2 separate regions of the Zea mays genome follow, and region 1 is linked to region 2. Evidence: chromatin contacts called from public Hi-C data. All regions are on one chromosome and are shown on one strand. The core of a region is the stretch at or near the end of the contact, and the rest is flanking DNA. Distances in the headings are between cores, read along the strand shown. Region 1 holds the start of LOC103650144 (neutral/alkaline invertase 1, mitochondrial). Region 2 holds the start of LOC100285863 (alpha-L-fucosidase 2).

The links. Hi-C and Micro-C count contacts between places; a contact is called where the count stands out from the background.
Region 1: a Hi-C map of endosperm shows a contact between it and region 2, with 5 times the contacts expected there. The contact joins the promoter of LOC103650144 here to the promoter of LOC100285863 in region 2. A contact is called at or near these places in 2 of 25 Hi-C or Micro-C datasets (endosperm and leaf).

The regions. Positions count from the first base shown.
Region 1 is chr3:61,338,511-61,344,123 of Zm-B73-REFERENCE-NAM-5.0, forward strand. LOC103650144 (neutral/alkaline invertase 1, mitochondrial) reads left to right here and starts at 4,103. Exons shown (of 6, transcript XM_008675791.2): 1 at 4,103-5,465. The coding sequence starts at 4,833. It overlaps LOC103650143 (a long non-coding RNA gene), which reads right to left and starts at 3,580. Exons shown (of 3, transcript XR_002268359.2): 1 at 3,109-3,580; 2 at 2,999-3,036; 3 at 1-2,880.
Region 2 is chr3:61,132,189-61,137,950 of Zm-B73-REFERENCE-NAM-5.0, forward strand. It overlaps LOC100285863 (alpha-L-fucosidase 2), which reads left to right and starts at 2,729. Exons shown (of 5, transcript NM_001158753.2): 1 at 2,729-3,151; 2 at 4,515-4,700; 3 at 4,866-5,023; 4 at 5,363-5,633; 5 at 5,703-5,762. The coding sequence starts at 2,854.

The DNA.
Region 1 (5,613 bases), core at 2,853-5,352, 210 kb after region 2:
CGTCCGGGCCCTTGCGGTGGACCGTCCGCGACACCAAGATGACCCACGGATAGGAACACTGCAAAAACACATGCATACACTACGGACCGTCCGATGGAGAAGCGAGCTTCGTCCGAGACCAAGCTCGGACCGTCCGGCCTCAGGCGCGGACCGTCCGGTCGGTGAAAAACCAGAAAACCCCGAAGGTGACGGGTTCGGTAAAATGTATTTTTAGCGTCCTCGCGGACCGTCCGGGGTGCACGACCGGACCGTCCGCGACTGCTTTACATTCAATACAAGAGCTAGCAATCCACTCCAAGACACACTCAAAGCTTTCAACCTCTCAAAGTTTCATAATTTAGACAAGTGATCATTAGTGACTTGAGAGAGTGTGACCCGTATGTTATTTGTCGCTCTTGTTGCTTGGTTTTCACAATCGTGCTTTCTTCATCTCTTTCTCAACCTTCTAAGTGAATTGTAAAGCAAGCAAGACACACCAAATTGTGTGGTGATCCTTGAGGGGTCTTAGTGACCCGTGAGATTAAGAAGAAGCACTCAACCGATTAAGTGACCGATTGAGAGAGGGAAAGGGTTGAAATAGACCCGGCCTCTATGGCCTCCTCAACAGGACTAGGTTCTTTGGAACCGAACCTCGGTAAAACAAATCATCGTGTTCACTTGTTAATCTTCACTTGATTTGTTTTTCCCTCTCTAAAAGTTCCCTTGCTCATACTGATTTAAGTTTGCTCCTAAAGGTCATCCGCATTGATTGAGCAACTCTAAGCAAGGAGAACTATCTTTCGCACTCGTATTTAATTCTAACGCTAACCCCGGCCTTAGTGCAAGTTTAAGTTTATAAATTTTAGGTTTCACCTATTCACCCCCTCTAGGCGACTTTTAATTAGTATCGGAGCCAGTGCTTCATTAAGAGTCTAACCAACTCAAGGTGATGTCTGGAGATCACGCCAAGAGGGAGATCATGACAGGCGAAAAGGCCGCAAGCTCGGGGAGGACTCTTTCAAGGGAGTTCGGTAACAAGCATAAGGAGAAATCCTCTTCCTCCATCAAGTCGCATCGGAGAGGTGACAAGAAGAAGAAGATGAAGAAGGTGGTCTACTACGAGACCGACTCTTCGTCACCCTCCACATCAAGCTCCGAATAGTGGATGGTAGAAAGATATGACAGAGCCACTGCCATTTAACATGGAAGAAAAGCCCCATATGCATTCCATTCCCTGAAAGATTTCTAAAGATCTCACAGAAAGAAATAAGGTCGTGAATCCATAACACCACCTGGTTGTATCCTTAGGCTTGTCTACAGTGGGAAAAAAATTTGGAGCTAGTCATCAGCAAGAAAGCAAGACCATTCCTCAAACAAGATTGCTATTCCAACCTAAGAACTGAAAATTGTCGTGGTGTCATGGATGATGAATACATTAGTACAAACATTATTACTAGATGCATGATATAGCAACAAACAGTGTCGTATAAATTGCAGTTATTTAATTTACCACATATCACTTCACTCAAATGCAAAATGTAGAGGTAGCAATGTATATGCGCACACGCATAATGGAGACAAGGTTGTAACTACAACTGTATTTTCAGTATTTGTAATGCTAGTTGTAAATATTGTAAATTGAAAGTAGCGCAAACCAATTATGATTCAGTTCTAATAAATAGACTGTAAAAACTTGATGGCTTGATATACTATTAAAATTATAATAGGTAAGCGTAATTATTTCACTATGTCCTGGTTACTGAATTAACTTTGTCACCCAATTTATATATGTAATGAAATAAAACTCATGATCAAACCTTTTTCATCAGAATTGTAGGTCCTCCCTTCTTATATTATCACTGATGGACTCCTTACATAGTTGATCAGGTCATAAATTTTGCTTGCCGTAGAACATTCAAGACTGGATCAAAAACAAAACACAAAGTGTACATGTAGATAACCCCAATTTGTCTAATTTGTGAGACATAAAGCTTACTGGACATATGCTACAGTAAATAATGCAGAAGAAATAGAATGTCAAGACAAAATATGGTTCAACAGCAATCCTAGTCTTGTACCAAGATTTCGGCTTATTTGCAAAGGAGATACGAGATTTGCAAGCACAACTAAAGGTAAGATTTATTCAAAAAATCTGTTTGATTTATCTAGTATACAACTAGAAACACAAATAAGTCTAGTATGCAACTAGAAGACATATTATGAAATAAATAAGTAGTGTTACATGAACATCCTTTTTGCCAGGGTTTGTAATTGGTTGCAAATTACAGGACTACATACAATTGAAACCCGAGCTAAGCTTTGACAGATAAAATACCAGCAACTAACATGGTAGAGGTAAAAATAACTTTTGGAGTATCAAAAAGACTACAAGCTAGCGGCAACAAAAAATGGGTTACTAACATCTCTGTAACACTTGCTACATAGGTGTTAGTTAGCCATACAAATTTCTAAAATTCTAAAAATAAATGTAAAATCTAGTAATTAAAATTAGAGGAATTCTATCTTCTAACAAAGGAAACAATAACAAACTAAGTAAATCTAAAGCGGGCTACAAAAAACTAATTGAAATGACCTTAAACAGTGTCCCGGTTCGCACAGAAAATATTCCTAGCTCTAAGTTCACCAAAATAAAGGAACATGCCAAGTCCAAGACACAGATTAGTTTCATTGTGATGCCCTCTATACAAAAAGGATTTCCAATTGATACAATGCCAACTCGTAAATTTCGCAAGGAAAAGTTGGGACCATGTTTGACAAGGCACGTCAGATCTTTCAGTAAACCATATCAAGGAAAGCTGGCAGATCTGGACTAGGCAAGTAAATCCCCTTTATATTAGCTTTCTTGTCATGAAAATTTCCACACAATAACCACGCATGGACCTGGCCACAAATGAATTCCAGTCAGTGTTATGATCCAAGCTGAGCCATTACCTGCTAGCATATCTCCCCACTAGGACTCCCAACAAAGCAAAGTTGAACCTGTTCTTTAATTCAATACCTAGAGACTTGAAGACTCCTAACACGAAGAAGCTCGATCTATCCAACAAGACAAGAAAAAAACGTAAACAAAAAGCAACCATACAGAGTGAATGTGCAGGATCTACTTACCACGATGCTGATGAACACGACCTTCTCGTTCTCGCTGCATCAGGGGCCCTTCCTCGTCGTCCGCGCATCGCCATCGAGCAGCTCATCACTCCTCCAGCACCCTGCCCCTTCTTGGACCCAGGGCACGACACCATTCTTGATGTCTGGGAGGGAGGGATCGGCGACCACCCCTTGCGTCGTCCGAGGGGGAGATGAGGTGAATGGGGATAGGAGGATGAGTGGCGGCGAGGGCGTGCATGGAGACAGCGAGGGCGGGTTCTGCGATGCGTGCGGAGGAATGGCGACGACGGATGTGGGATGGAGAGCGGTTAGGTTTTTGTGGCTGGGTGTGATAACAATTCGATGGGTGGATTTTGTGTGTGTGCGCGTGGGGGTTACACATGCACAATATGGAGGTCGGACCCGTGCGGTGCGTGCAGGCGCACCTGGTCGGCTGTTCTGTGGTCAGGGCTTTCTTTAGTTAGAAAGAGGCCAGGGCTTCAAATATATAAACTATATATATATATATATATATAACATACGATAAATTTTGTTTTAATAAAGCACAAAATATATGTTTTCTATTGATTAGGTGAATATAGTGCCAACAACAAGGTTTAGAACACTCAATTATACATAATTTCACCTTATTTTTTTACATAAACTCTCCTATTATAGCAGTATAGAAGAGATTATAAAATTGCGGGTTGATTATAAAGAAATGTAGGATTTTTTTAAAAAATATTGACACGGGACGACCGTTGAAACTGATGATTTAATATAGTAAATAAAAGATATACACGGTGCTAATTTAAAATTATACCATGAATTTCTAAGCATGAGAAAAATACATTACCCAAACACGATTTTCACGATGGTAATTTCATCCAGCCCTACAGCCAAAAGAAGGACAATGACCACCATTTCTCCATTTAGCCAATGGGCATGCTGCATGCAGGGAAAAAACTTCAGAAACGTGACCTTTAAATCCAAGGTGGACCCCACCAGCTACCGCGCGATCTTTTATGAGCTGTCTGGTTGCTTTTGCTTGCAACATTTTAGACCTCGCCGGCGGTATATAACATTATTAGCATTTTTATGTGGTTGGTTACATGTACACTATCATTGACCTGGGAAAACAGATGCAAGCGAGGCTCTCTAGCCTGGTGTGCCATAGGCCCATAGAAAGCGGGTGACTTTAAACTCGTTCTTTTATTATATATCTTTTAGTTAAGATATTTAATTATCAAACTGATTTTGCTTTTATGTTTTTAACATGGTAGGAACAAAACTTGATCACACTTGTTATATAAATTTAAATATTAATTTTATTTATATCACTTTTATATACTCATAAATGCAGCCAAACATAAATTATATCTGATTTGTAGAAGCTCCAACAAGTCAATAACCCACCAAAGAAAGGCTCTTGCTGTCAGTATTGCACATGCTGGACCTGCCTAAAAGGAGCCTGCCTCCTCAAATATACAAGCCACGGTGGCCAGGCTCCGAGAAAAGGAAATCAAACAGCCCCTATAAAAAAAAGCCTGGCTCCCTCCCAGCTCTCCTCTGCCTTATGCTCCCCAGTCCCCACCTAACCCAAACCGAACCGGCCCTTCGCACTTCCGCAGAACGAGCACTCGTGGACCAAATATTTGGCACAAGTTAGCTTTGCCTGTTTCTTGCGTGTAGATCCCTCAAGGTTTCTCCGCCGCGCGCCCGTGCCCTTCGCCGGAGCTTGCCATATGAATGGTCAAACCCCGATGGGGCTCGCCGCCGTAGCAGTGAGGCCGTGCTGCAGCCGCCTCATCTCGTCCGCCTCCGCCGCCGCGGCGTCAAAGACGGCGGCGGGCACCGCGACCTCGCTCTTCCCCAGATTGCCCCACCCGCACCACCCCCCGTACGGCCGGCGCCTCCCCTTCCTCGTCTCCGCGGCGTCGCAGTCGCAGGCCGGCCCGGGCACTCCTCCCACCCCTGTACCAGCCCCCGTCCCCTCCGACCCCCGCGCTGCCGTTTCCGGCAACCTTCCTTTCTTCGACCGCGTCCTCTTTCCCGACTCGTTCCCGCTTGAGACCCCGCCCTCCAAGGAGGAGGAGGACGCGGCAGCGCTGCAGACCGATGAGGCCGTGGCGCCGGCCGTCCCCTTGAGGGAGGAGACGGAGACAGAGAGGGAGGCGTGGAGGCTGCTGCGGAGGGCGGTCGTCAGCTACTGCGGCGAGCCCGTGGGGACGGTGGCGGCGGAGGACCCCGAGTGCACGGAGATGCTCAACTACGACCAGGTCTTCATCAGGGACTTCGTGCCCTCCGCGCTCGCCTTCCTCATGCGCGGCGAGACCGAGATCGTCCGCAACTTCCTCCTCCACACCCTCCAGCTTCAGGTGAGCTGATCCCGATCCTGCTTACTAGTTCCTCGTCTGGTCAAAAATTAAAATTCCAGAAGAATTTAGTTCTAGCTGAAGTATTTAGTTAGCAACAGTGTCAATGGCGTGTACGGCAAGATTTTGTTTTCGCGGAGTTGTGATTGGA
Region 2 (5,762 bases), core at 1,479-3,978:
TAGCACTCTGAGTCCTGTTTTATAGACGTCTATATGTGGTCCAGCTCGACCAGATTGCACTGTCTGGCCTGGGCTTCCTTTAGTTATTAGAAGACCAGGGCTCCTAATATATATATATATATAGTATTTAGAGCCCTGGGCTCTATTTAACTACAGGAAGCCCTGACCAGGTGCGCAGACCGCACCAGACCCTTTTTGGTTTATTGTACCTAACTGTGCTTACGCTAAATTATAATACGAGTTATGCTGATGTGTGTATCAGTTTATGCAAATATAGTCTGCGCATATTACGTGCATCAGGCCTAGGATCCGGCCCACGCGTTCACAATTACTCAGTCCCACGCCGACACTATAAAAACACCCCCACGCCGCCAGGAATTAGGTTTTAGCGGCGGCGGCGGTTCCCTCGGGCGTGCGAGCGGCGGTGATCCTGGGGGCCAGCAGTGGTGTCGCCTCGAGGCAGGCGACCGGCGGTGGCGCTCCACCAGGAACGAGCGATGGTGGCGCTCCACAGGGAGCTCGCCCGCCTCGCCGCCAGGTCCGTCGCGCGCCTGCCTGCTGGGGCTGGGCTCGGCAGGAGCGGAACCGCCGAGGAGGCCGAGATGGCCGCCGCGCTCATGGACGTCGCGGCCGCCAGCGCCGCCGCCTCCGCCGCCGTGTTCTCGGCCGTCGCGTCCGTGTCTGCCGCCGCGTCGTCGTGCTCGAACAAGAAGGCCCCGACGACCTTCGTGGCTGCTGCCTTCGCCAAGAAGCCGGAGACGCCGACGACGGCCGATGTCGCGCAGGAGAAGCACGAGGAGCTTGAGCGATGCATCGACGAGTGCGAGAGCGGCAGCGAGGTGGTGTTCAGGAGCATTGTTCGGAAATAGATTGATGATGTACGATAAAATTTGTACCCATTTACGTTGTTTGGTTCACGTTTTATGCTGAAATTTGACCAAGCCAAAATCCGTGCACGATCGAACGTGATCAGTCTACGCTGTTTTAGCTAATATAGGATTTATGCTAAATTTCGTATTCTTTTATGATGTTTTAGCTCACGTTTTACGCCGGAATCTGCCCTAGCCAGAACCCGCGCACGATTGGGTGCACGCGATTTTTACGCCGTAATTTTGGGCTTCGTTTGCTATTACAAAACAGATATATGATTTACGCTAAATTTCGTACTCATTTACGATGTTTTAGCTCACGTTTTACGCTGGAATCCGCCCGAGCAGAACCCGCGAACTGCGGCTGTAAATTAAAATTTATTTCCTTCTACTAATGCTCCTCGAACCGTAACTGTCCCTTTATTTACGCGATTATGCAGCACGTCTTTCCTTATATCAAACCGGTCAAAATTTATATAATGCATGGTTTATGCTATCATGTTACACAACGTTATGCAGTCGTAAACGGTGTGCACATGGTAATATTCGTTTCCGTGAGTCAAGGTACAAAAGATCCCTTCTATGCATGATTTATGCGTGCGTATTTTTTCCTACTGTAACTGCGCCTTTATTTACGCGCACGAAGAACACGTCTTTCCTTATCTTAAAACCGGTGGGAGATTTTAAATGTTTGCATGGTTTACGCTATCATGTATCACAGCGTTATGCAGTCGTAACCGGCAAGCACATGCAAATATTCGTTTCCCGTGATTCGTGGCATAAAAGATTCCATTTATGCATGAGTTATACACATTTGTACATATATTTATGTGTGCGTATATCGCATGTCGCGTCTCAGCCGGGATACGTGGCTATCCTATGCATGGCTGACGTAAGTTGGCGTCCAGTGGGCCGAACGCGACCCGATCAGCCTCCTGGCTGGGGCTTCGCCCACTAACGGAAGCCCAGGGCTTCCATTACCTCTTCCCTATATATATATATATATATATATATATATATATATATATATATATATATATATATATATATATATATATATATATATATATATATATATATATATATATATATATATATATATATATATATATATATATATATATATATATATATATATATATATATATATATATATACACACACACTGTGTTGATGAGGTCACGTGCGTGCACTGTTCGCATAGAACGAAGGTTCACGTGTTAAGTAAATCTATAGCCGGTCGGCACGCTTCGGTCGGCTGATGCATGCATGCATGCTACAAGAGGCAAGATCTTGTGCCCTGGCCCCGAAGCACCACACCAGTGAAGGACCAGTAGGAGGGAAAAACAGCGAGCGCAACCAACAAACTAGAGATTTGTCTGTTCGTTCCTTGGGCAGGGCAAGGTATTGACCGTGCTGACCAAATTTAAAACCAGAGCGACCTATGGATAGATTACAGGTTAGTGGCGCTTCTTTTCGACCATGGTTGCATATTTCCAATCCAATCCCCTCATACGGAAAAGTTCAATTCTCTAGGTGGGACCGTCCAGATGGATCGAGAAAGAAAAAGGAAAACACTAGATATTTCCTAATACAACAACAACAAAAAAGGAGATAATTCAATGATTTATCTTTGTAAAGCAGTGTACTACGTGGAGTAAGGCAGCACCCTCCGTCGCATGGCACCCCACGGCAACGGAAACGACGACGGCACTCCCGTTGGCATGATTGCAGTACGCGTTACCGTGTCGTAAAATGGGTAGCTCCATCCGTCCCCTCCCCACTGCACACCACACCACAGCAGCATATATGCCACTGCCCTGCCCAGGCAGCCAGCCATGCCGCCACCACCCCGATCCCGGCACAGAACCCAGTGCCAGACGCGGACAGCGAGCGCGACCACATCTATCTAGGACCCGTATCTCTCTCTCTCCTCCCGACCAGCACGTCACGTGCCACGGACAGGGGTCAAGCGCGGTCGCCGATGTCGGCAGCGGGCGGCAGCCTCGCCCGCGCCACCTCGCGGCCCGCGGCGGCAGCATGGCTGCTGCTGGCGCTGGCCGCAGCAGCAGCATCGGCGCTGGCGCTGCCAGCGGCCGCGGGCGGCTTCAGCTGCCGTCCTGGGTCCCGGCCGGTGCTCTTCAACTTCGGGGACTCCAACTCCGACACGGGCGGCATGGCGGCGGCCAAGGGGTGGCACCTCACGCGCCCGGAGGGCCGCGCCTTCTTCCCACGCCCCACCGGCCGGTTCTGCGACGGCCGCCTCGCCATCGACTTCCTCTGTGAGTCTAGTCCGGCCGGCGCCACCCCCATTCCTATCCCATCCCCGAAAAAAGAGCAGCGCTCTGCAGAGGATTCTGTTCCGTTCTTAATCCAGTCTTCGCCATCCGTATCTGAACTTTTGTGTCATCATCCATGCGGCTGATACTAACAATTAGTATAGCACTAGTAGTCTAGTATACCACAACTCATCCAATACATCACCCTTCTGGAGCTTCAGTCACTGACGGATGAACCCCATAATATCTTGCCATGACATCTATCAGCAGCCAGCCAGGATCTGTTTTCCGTGCAAAGTGCAGATGCGGTGGGGATGCTGAGACCACGGCATCACGTGCAGGAGCTCATGTATTATGTTGCTCAAGCTAATCATGTGTACTACTACCATCTGCCAACCAGAGTACACTGCCTCAGCTAAGCAACACTGCTAATTAAGGACTATCACGTGAAAGCGCTCTGCTCGTAACTCGAATTACTAGATTGGTTGGCCCCTGTCCCTGTTCCTGTCTAATTTCATTTAGTGTCCTGTCCTTGTGATCATTCATGGTCGCAGCAGACTCTGCGCCAGCTGCCTTGTTTCCTTGACACGAGAGTCTGTCTCTGACCTGTTCTCTCTGTCTTCTGCATTTATATTACAATGCTGGACTGCTCGTTGTTGGTCAGGCCGGTCCGCCGGTGCGCGCGTGATGATAAATGCCCAAATTTTTCAAGGAGAGGCAGAGCTAGTGCTTTTCCAAATGCATCAGCTCCTTTTTTTTCTCTTCTTTTTTTTTCCAAGGACTGGCGGCATTCATTCATTCACTCCTTCAGTGTGGCTGCTACAACATGATCCCTTAGCTAGCAAGCACCTTTTCTTTTGTTCTGTTTAAATAAAAGAAAAGGAGAGTATACAAATTGATCTTTTAGTATATCAATATCTCGATAAATAACAGACTGGTACAGTTATAATTGTTCTGATAATAGTTTCATAATATTATGGTGTGCATACTACATTTTCCACCTTACAGGAGACGACTTAAATTGCACATCTCAAGAAAGCGGTGATATATATACCTGTTTATGCCCATTTCTCTCAGAGAAAATAAATGGGCAGTAATACTTTCGAGGGAGTTCATTTTTGTTCCAGATAAACTGACCACTGCTTTTCGCCTGCATGGATCGTCAAGCCTTGCCAAATGCATACTGAGATGGCCTCACCTTGTAGTCTGAGCAAGTCTGTGCGAGTTGTTCTTCTACACTGATTTATGTTCTTCTTCACATTTTAATTTGACCATGCGTCTCTTTCATGTACATGCAAATCACTAACTGATGCTAGAAATGGTTGTTCTCCTGCTAACATTTAGTTGGGCCCCAAATTGCATCCAGGCGAAAGCTTGAACATCAGCTATTTGAGCCCATTTCTGAAGGCGTTAGGCTCCAATTACAGCAACGGTGCAAATTTCGCCATTGCTGGCGCAGCAACGCAACCGCGAGATGTTCCATTTGCGTTGCACATACAAGTGCAGGAGTTCTTGTACTTCAGAGATAGATCCTTGGAACTCATCGATCAAGGTTTGTTGAACTCTGATCATATTCAACCAATATAATTCCTCGACAAAATAAAATCAACCGTCACAAATGAACAAGAGATGAGAACCATTTACATGTACATTGAGTGAGAGATCTACCTGAACAGCTGACTGCAAACTTACTGCCTTCCACACTTGTTAAATGCAGGTCTAAGTGGTCCAATTGATGCACAAGGATTCCAAAACGCTCTATATATGATAGACATAGGGCAGAACGATGTAAACGCTCTTCTGTCAAACTTGCCCTATGATCAAGTTATTGCCAAATTCCCACCAATTCTTGCTGAGATTAAGGACGCTGTCCAGGTAAAGCTTCTGTTTTTTTATTTTTTTCTCATTTATACTGTTTGACAATTACTACCATCGTTCTCGAATATTTGTCGCCGGCTAGTTTATTTTTAAACTAAACCGCGACAAATAAAAAAGAATGGAGGGAGTACTTTCTTTTTGAATACATACCACAATCAGCAATCCTCATTGCACATGCTTTTCTGGTGGTGAATGAACAAACATGCTACATGTATAAAAGAGATGATTTTATTAGTAATTTATTATACCTGCTTAGCTTATGAGTTCATGTCAAAGAACAGTGGCGCACCACTAATCTATGTACTCTTTTTGTTTTTTTTGGGGGTCAAATCCCAGACTCTATATAGCAACGGTAGCCGAAACTTCTGGATACATGGGACGGGGGCTCTGGGTTGCCTGCCGCAGAAGCTTGCCATACCAAGGAAAAACGACAGCGATCTTGATCAGTATGGCTGTCTCAAGACCTATAACAGAGCTGCAGTTGCGTTCAACGCAGCGCTGGGCAGCCTCTGCGACGAGCTGAGTGCGCAGATGAAAGACGCGACGCTTGTGTACACGGACCTGTTCCCCATCAAGTATGGTCTTGTCGCCAACCACACTAAATATGGTGAGCGAACAAAACACGTCAGACCATTCGGAAAGCCTTGGTCACTCGTTTAACATCTCTGCTCTTCAGGTTTTGACAAGCCGCTGATGACATGCTGTGGGTACGGAGGGCCTCCCTACAACTACGACT